2 separate regions of the Mus musculus genome follow, and region 1 is linked to region 2. A link is a contact called in public HiChIP or PLAC-seq data. All regions are on one chromosome and are shown on one strand. The core of a region is the stretch at or near the end of the contact, and the rest is flanking DNA. Distances in the headings are between cores, read along the strand shown.

Region 1 (4,194 bases), core at 261-2,760, 300 kb before region 2:
CCAGCCTACAGTGCTTCTCTAGCTGTCAACAAAGCGAGGGAGGGGGGATTCAAATGGAAAACTAATAACACGACTCTGATTCTGACACAAAAACATCAGGCGTCTGTCAGTTCTTTAATAAAAGTGAACTGTGTGCAGAATGAGTGTTCCCAGGAGGCTGGCCAGCTTTACCACTTTCTATTCAAAGCCAGGTTTTGTTCTTGAGAAGGCATGGCACAGTTAGACTAAAATGTGGGGGTGCAGAAGAGAAGATGAAGTAAGTCACTTGCACCCTGGAAGGAAGAGAAAATATAGTCTGTAAAGGGCCTGTACACCCCCAGAGGTCACTGTCTGGTACAGGTGGATTCCTGACCTCGGCATGGTAAAGGCCTGGCCCTTCCACAATGATGTCTGGGAAAAGAAGCAGCCATCTAACCTGAGTGACTGGATTCTTACAAAGGAGGATGCCCTGTGCTTACTGAATGGCACAGAGCCACTTACAGGGGCAGGCATAGTTAGTTAGCTAAACTAAGGTTCAGAAAGGAAAGAGGCCCCCATGTTCCCCTTGTTATTAGTTCTGCTTTCTAGTCATTCTCTCTCTCTCTCTCCCCCCCTCTCTCTCTCTCTCTCTCTCTCTCTCTCTCTCTCTCACACACACACACACACAATCTGTTGCCTGCTTAACCATATCAGAATGACAAGCAACATCTGTTTGTAAAAGAGCCAAAATCAAACCTTAATTTTTTTTTTTGGCTACATTTCTCTTCTCTTTTTTCCCCTTGACTCTAACATAGAAGAGGGAAATGTCAGTGTTACAATTCTGGGCCCCAGCACGGTGTCATCTCCCTCTCCAGGCTGGAGGGCAAAGTTGCCTCTTGCAGCATAGACTTATTTAAGGGTGTCGTCCCCAAGCATGCTCAGTCACACCAAAGCCAATCTATCTTTTGCCTGAAAGCCAGGCTTTGTCTAGTAGTTTTCGAGTTATCGTCTAATCAGAGCTGCAGGGCCTTTGGTGCCAGGTGAGGGATAAAAATCGAAGGAAGACAAGGCAAAATGGAAAGGAGGAGCAGAGAGGATGGGAGCTTGTTGTTGTCTCCCTTCTTGTGCCACACAGGCCCATTTAACACACGTCACACCCAGGAGCAAGAGGGGCAGCTAGAGACCAAGGCAGAAATGCACGAAACTGGCCATTAGCAAGGGGCCCCCAAATTCCTCCACGGAGATATGGATCTCTGGAAAGTCCCTAATGATCCACAGACGCACAGTGCAAAGAATCAGAGCTGGATCCCTGGGATGGGGGAAGGAAGGGAGCTGGTAATGAAAGCCTTGCTCTCCAGCATAAAAGAGTTTGCCCCAGCAGAAGGGAACGAAGGCCTGCTAAGACTCTCAACACCCATTTCACTCAGGATTTGGAAGAAACCCACACATACCGAGGGAGAAATGAATTCAGACAAGTTGCTAAGGAGACTTGTGTAAACTCCAAGCACAGACATATTTCTTGGCCTTTCCCCTGCATAGGCATCTCATATTCTGAGCACGCAGCTCTGCAGCAGCCGTGCACCAACCTACCGCATTAATCTTGGCCTTAACGGAGCAGACTGGCAGAGCTCACTGGTTGGAGATATCACCATTCTTCAGCCTTAACACGTTAAAGGGGTGTGTGGTGGTGGTGGTGGTGGTGGTGGTGGTGGTGGTGGTGTGTGTGTGTGTGTGTGTGTGATGTGTGTATTGTGTGGTGTGTGTGTGTGTGTGTGACGTGTGTATTGTGTGGTGTGTGTGTATGTGTGTATGCTGTGGTGTGTATGTGTGTATGTGGTGTGTGTGATGTGTGTATTGTGTGGTGTGTGTATGCTGTGGTGTGTGTGTGTGTGTGTGTGTGTGTGTGTGTGGTGTATGGTGATATGTGGTGTGTGATGTGTGTGTGTGTGTATGTGTGATGTCTGTATTGTGTGGTATGTGTGGTGTGTGTGTGGTATGTGTGTGTATGTGGTGTGTGATGTGTGTGTGTATGTGTAATGTGTGTATTGTGTGGTATGTGTGGTGTGTGTATGTGTGTGTGTGTGTATGTGGTATGTGTGATGTGTATATTGTGTGGTACGTGGTGTGTGTGTATGCTGTGGTGTGTGTGTGTATGTGGTGTGTATGATGTGTATATGCTGTGGTGTGTGTGTATGTGTGTGTGGTATATGGTGATATGTGGTGTGTGTGTGGTATATGTGTGTATGCGGTGTGTGATGTGTGTGTGTGTGTATGTGTGATGTGTGTATTGTGTGGTATGTGTGGTGTGTGTGTATGTGTGTGTATGTATTTTGGGGGAGAAAGTAAGGGGATCTTAATTTGGAATTTTGAAAGTATCAGATGTTGAACAAAGACTATTCTCACTGTATTTCAGAAGCAAAGTGGAAATGAATAGGTAAAGCATACAGTTCTGGAAAATTCCCTGTGCCTGTACATTTCACTTCTCTCTTTGCTTCTAGACTTTCCCCTTCTGCGTGTCCAGTTAAAAATCCCATCCCATGGTGCATGAAAGTGTACGCCCTATACATGACTGTGTGGACCCAGGTTCCCAGCTCATCCTATCAAGTGGGAATCTGCCCCTCTGCTCTCCTACTCTGGAGAGTCCCAGAGAGGTCAGCCCTTGCAAACACACTGGGACACTTCCTGATAAAATGTGGTGCCAGGGAGCCTAATGGAAGATGGCTTCCAAGCTGAGCACATTATCTGAAACAAAGATCTCCCCCCAGAGTGGCACATCTCCAGCCACAGCTGATATCTGTCAACATTTGATTTAGAGGGAAACTAACATTTTCTTGTCAGACAGAGATGTTTATGCTGTAGAAGCCAATATTTTCTTTTCTCAGCCTCCTCTATTAGAATTTCTGTGATTTTCCTCAGGACAGAGAGAAAGTAGAAAAATATAGCCCAGATTACTGTTCAGGGTGCAGAGGTAAAAATGTGAGTCCTAGAGTTGCCTGATATATGTCTGTGTTTTATTTGTATATTTGTGCACACATTCACATGAATGTATTTGTATATATGTTTTTGGATGTGTGTGTGTGTATGTTTGTGTGTGTATAGTCTGTGCACGAATCTGCATATATGTACATGTATGCTATGTATTTGTTTTATAGTTATATGTCTGTTTAATATGTTTATATGTATACTTATATAGTTGTGTGATTTCTCATGTACATGTTTTTATATGTACACGTGTGCATGCCTCTCTTGGTGTATCTTTGTGTTTCTCAGCCTTGCCATGAATGGTAATGTTGGTAAAGTACATACCATAATAGTTAGGGGATGGACATCTGCTCAGGGCCTCTCCAAATTAGGAAGGTTCACATTTGCCCACCAACTGTAGTGAGGAGACACCAACCATACTCTTCTTGGATGGGTGGCCATGAAGACTACTGAAGCAAGGGACAACGTCTCTGCATTTGCGTGTCTCTGCGCTCCAGGAAGTTCGTGTTGCATCTATCTCTTTTCTCTGCTAACATTTACTTAGCTTTCACACTCCCAAGACTTAGGCAAGTTGTTCTGCCTCAGTTGAAGGCAGATGGTTGGGCAGCTCTGAAGCTGACTGGTGAGCTAGCAAGATGGAGACTTTGTTCCCATCATTGCAGAAATAAGGGAGTGGGTTAGCCAGAACTGGCTACTGACCTTTCCCTCAACATGACTCTGAGTGGCCAGGCCCTCTGTTCTATGGGAGGTGTTGGTTATGTTTCTTCCTACAAAGTGTATCCTCCCAGATGTCACCTGGCACTGGGCCATCAAGACTCAGTCAAAGTGAAGAATGAACTGAGGGATTTGATCAGGGTGGGCAGGCCCCAGCAGGTGACGGGACAATTGCCCAGAATGCTGGTTAACCTGGAGGCAGGAGGGAAATACTTGCAATTTTTAAAATATTTTTTGAGATTATAATTATATCATTTTCTCCTTCTCCTTCCTCCCTCCAACCTCCCCATATGCCTCTACCTCATTTCTCTTTGAAATTCATGACCTCTTTTTCTTTAATTGTTGTTATGAGTGCACACACACACACTCCTAAATACATAAATGCAGCCCACTCACTCCATAGAATGTTACTTGTATGTATATGTTTGCAGGGGTGGCTGTTTGATATTGGATAAAACCAACTGGTGTGCTCTTCCCTGGGAAGACTGTTTCTCTAGCATCCTTATTCACCTGCTCTTTGTGGGCTTTCCCAGTTCCACG
Region 2 (3,991 bases), core at 1,175-3,674:
TTTGAAGTTTGATTAAATGTGTGCCTAGGGAGAATATTCCACTCGGCCCTCCTCAGGGATTCCTTTCCACGGTGTGGTTTCCCTGGGGTACTTGGTACAGTGATCTGCTCTGCTTTCCTTCACAATTGTCCTGAGGCCCTTTGTGTTTTCAAACTGCTCTGCCACTGTTTTGTTCCTTAGGATTCACTTAAAAATGATTCCATGAGGGGATACCGTGAAGCAAGCACAGTTCAAAGGGTTTCTGACGAAACTGTAACAGAGAATTTGAACGTTGGTACATTGATAGGGTGTTTTCAAATTGTCCTTTTAAAAACATAGTCATGTCCAAAATTCAAGCATGCTTGAGAGAACACCAAGCTCAGCTTTCTCTCTTTGGAGACAGGGTACAGTCGACAGATGAAAGCGCACAATGGTCAGATACATTTACATTTCCGATAAACAGTTGGCTTGTTAGCATACATGTCTCAATAACCCCATAAGAAATCTAATTTTAGGAGTTCTGGGTTCTTATTTTCTAAATCTGGTACCTCTGGAACAGGAAGAAGATGTATTAATCACCCCAGAGCTGTGTGAACTGCAAGATAGATAGATAGATAGATAGATAGATAGATAGATAGATAGATAGATAGATAGATACATAGATACATAGATACATAGATACATAGATACATAGATACATAGATAGATACATAGATAGATACATAGATAGATACATAGACAGATACATAGATAGATACATAGATAGATACATAGATAGATACATAGATAGATAAATTGTAATCTTCACCCTTTTAAAAAGTTTTAGAAATTTATTTGAGTCCAGTTACAAGCTGCCCTCTGACCCTTACATGCCAGTCATGGCATGGGAGCACTCATCCACACACAATAAATGTATACGCATGCATATGTGCACATGCCTGCGTGTATGTGTGGTTATGGGTATACTGCGTGCATTCTTGCATGCGTGCATGAGTTGTGTGTGTGCACACACATATGTGTGTCTGTGTGTGTCTGTATGCGTGTGTGTGTGTGTGTGTGTGTGTTTGTGTGCGCACGCGTGTGTGTTCATGCACCTCAGCGCTCATGCGGAAGTCAGAGGACAACTTTCAGAAGTCTTCCGTCCCCTTGAGGCAGGGTCTCCAGTGTAATCTTCCTGGGTTGGAGCACCATCTTCGGAGATAAAATGCTACCTAAACTTAAGATCAGTTTATTGCTAGCTAGATTATACACAGCATCACTCCATCACCCAATATTTACCTGGAGACTAACTGGTATCGGGCAATGGGTGATGGGCAGTGGGTGCTGTATTTAGAGCAAAAAGATCCGAGGTTGAATTTCATCATTGACTGTAGCACCTTCGGCAAATTAATTCCTCAGCGTCTCAGATTCTTTGTCTACGGCAATGGGGATAAGACAGTTATTATAAGAGCCAAATTAGCTAATGTGCACAGAAGCACTCTGCTTTTATGAATGGCTATAAACAGATTATGACTTATTAGAGAGCCACTCTGATCTAGGAGTAGCCCGACCGTCAGATCCCAGCACGTGGGGAGAAGAGAAGGGATAGGGTCAACCTGAGGTATGCAGTGAAACCCAGGGGAAGAGATGGGGAGAAAGTGAAGGAGAGAAGAAAAAGAAGAAGAAAAAGGTGCCGCCAAAAGGTACCCTGGCTTCAGCTCGCCTTGAAGTGGGTTATTGTCGAAGCTGCACAGGGAGGAGCTCTTTCTCCAAATTTTCAAGGGCAGAATTCTTAGCCAGTAACCACAAGTAGTTATTTTACCATCCATTCTCTTTATATTTCAAAAGACTCGGGTTCAAATGTCAGTTCCAAGTCTCTGTTTCTTCTCATAACAAATGGACCAAATGATATTCACTCCACAGGAAGGAGGGCTAAGAAAAATAGAGGCTTACTTGGGGTTTTCTGTCTAGGGATGTGTGTTCTCATCTGTGCTCCTCCTGGAGTGTCCCCTGTAAGCCCCGGGGAGTGGATAGGCTTAAGGAATAGGCCTCAGTTTTCCTTGTCTTTCTTTGCTTAGTGGCTCTAAAATCAGAGCCCAGCAGGAGAGTCGTGGGAGAGGCCTTCTAAGATGGGGTCAGAAACGCTCAAAGCAGTATTACTACCGATCTCCCTGCACTCCCAAGACAATAACCTTCTCTAATCACTACCAGATTCCACATTCGCGCCAGAAAGCAGCAGGGAGCAGTTGCCTTGACCCGCCAGGGCCTCCAGCCCCTCCCCGCCAGACGCAGACTAATGCGATACAGACGTCTCCCTCCCAGCACCGCTCTCCCACCCGCAGTCCCTCTCCAGACGGACATCGCTCTTCCGAAGTCATTTTTTGCAGGTCACCAGGCCACTTTTCCACGAAGCCAGGGAGAAGCCTGCACCTCGGGACTTCCTAGCTACCCAGAGGGTATTGTATTCACTCCTGGCGGAAGCCAACTTCAAAAGGGTATCAGGCGGGGCTTCTCACTCATTTCGATGGTACAACAGTGACCTCCAGTGGCAGAGCCGGGAGACAAAAAAAATCTGCAACGTCTCAGAATATTCCTGTCCTCATAGAAGACAGTCTACAATAGGACACGATTTCTCTTGTAAACAGCGTCTAGGACGACGACGACGGTGATGGACTCCATAGTTGCTGAATCCAAGCAATCCTGCAGAGATAGCCAGTGGCAAGTTTCCAACCCACGATCTGAGCTCCATGGCCTATCATTTATTTAGTACAGCTCCCTCAGCTCTTAATCCACTCCAGACCCCGCCCTGGTGCCCAAGTGGCTTGTGTTAATTCCACTGCTAGAAATGACCTCTTCATCTCTCTGCCTGATAAAATCTTCGTGTGATGATGTCAGATGAGAACATGCCACTTGGGGACACTTTCCAGATCATCCCTCCTAACAGAATTGATTTTGTCTTCAAAACCAAATAGTATCAAGGACGTCAATACTGCTGAATGCATTCGGCTTGAGAAGCAACACGGTACAGCACTGTTGTAGGGACTTCCACTGCTGAGAGTTCTAGGTGAAGGATGGAAGGGTGTGGGAGTGTCAGGCACATCTGCAGCACCATGACACATGCCTGAGGAAATGACATAAGAGAGGAAGGGTTTATTTTGGCCCACAGATTTGTATCTTTCTGTCCACTGTCATTGGTATCTGTTGGTTCCAGTCCAGTGTTTGGTGAGGCAGAACATGAGGGCAAAGAGCAAAGTGGCCCTCCTTGGGACAGATAGGAGATGGGAAGGGACTTAATAAAGACAAAATACATCTCCTAATACATCATTAGAGGCTACTTCCTCCAGTGTGGCCTTCCCTCCTATCTCTACCAACTCCCATCATATTATGAGCTTGTGAATGGACTGATCTACAGATTAGTTCCGAGTCCTCAGGAACCAGTCATCTTCCCTTCGCTCGACTGTTGACTGTCGCGTTGAGAATAGAGCCCTTCACATGTGATCCTTGACAAGGGGCACACTTCATATGCAAATTATAATTACTGAGCTCAGAATGCTGCAGACTAGTGGGGTGTGCACAGGAAAAAACAACTGCCATCGAGTGTAGTAAGGAGTTCCATATTTGTCTCAAGTAAGAGTCATCACTCCAGTCAGGGGGAAGAAATGCAATCAGAGACTGTCTAAATAAATGGAAGGGCTTTGCTTGGGTATTTGGGGGCTGAACGGGAGTTAATGAGGCAGGTAGAATGATTTAAGATGGGGGAAGAAAAGAAAAGATGCTCATTTGGATGTGAAATAACTACCTAGAAGTGATTTCGTTGCGACAAGGGGCAGCCCACGCTGGCTGGATTATCTATCACTGGATGTTTTACAGTCAAGAGATACTAGGCTGGAAGACTACTGAAAGCAGGATTGGGATCTTCCAAACTGTTGGCTATATAACCCAGGGTCATCAATGATTGCTGAACTATAGCATGATTCGGGGAGAATAAGCTCACGCATAAGCTAGAGTGGCTCACAAAACAGGATAAAAATCA

Evidence for each region. HiChIP or PLAC-seq counts read pairs in DNA pulled down with a chosen protein or histone mark.
Region 1: an H3K4me3 HiChIP or PLAC-seq map of forebrain shows a contact between it and region 2, with 4 times the contacts expected there. The contact joins two enhancer-like sites. A contact is called at or near these places in 13 of 39 promoter capture datasets (the 3T3-L1 cell line, the C10 cell line, cranial neural crest and 9 more), 1 of 15 datasets of contacts at CTCF or cohesin (the NIH/3T3 cell line), 3 of 484 Hi-C or Micro-C datasets (the HL-1 cell line, the N1E-115 cell line and nephron progenitors), 11 of 115 datasets of contacts at active chromatin or transcription factors (the NIH/3T3 cell line, bone marrow-derived macrophages, differentiating embryonic stem cells and 8 more) and 3 of 9 other capture datasets (embryonic stem cells, embryonic tail and embryonic trunk).

What each region holds. Positions count from the first base shown.
Region 1 is chr9:41,522,082-41,526,275 of GRCm38.p6, reverse strand. The region is part of intron 3 of Mir100hg (Mir100 Mirlet7a-2 Mir125b-1 cluster host gene); the gene reads right to left. Among named protein-coding and RNA genes, the nearest start is that of Mir100, 7.2 kb to the left of the region's middle. Within about 2 kb of position 1,510, at least 69 of the 459 cell types and tissues checked have an H3K27ac peak or open chromatin away from gene starts, as enhancers often do. A contact at or near this core is called in the N1E-115 cell line, embryonic forebrain, forebrain and 1 more, where this site is marked.
Region 2 is chr9:41,227,389-41,231,379 of GRCm38.p6, reverse strand. No RefSeq gene overlaps it. Among named protein-coding and RNA genes, the nearest start is that of 1700063D05Rik, 23 kb to the right of the region's middle. RefSeq lists an enhancer at 835-3,478. Within about 2 kb of position 2,424, at least 216 of the 459 cell types and tissues checked have an H3K27ac peak or open chromatin away from gene starts, as enhancers often do. A contact at or near this core is called in the N1E-115 cell line, embryonic forebrain, forebrain and 1 more, where this site is marked.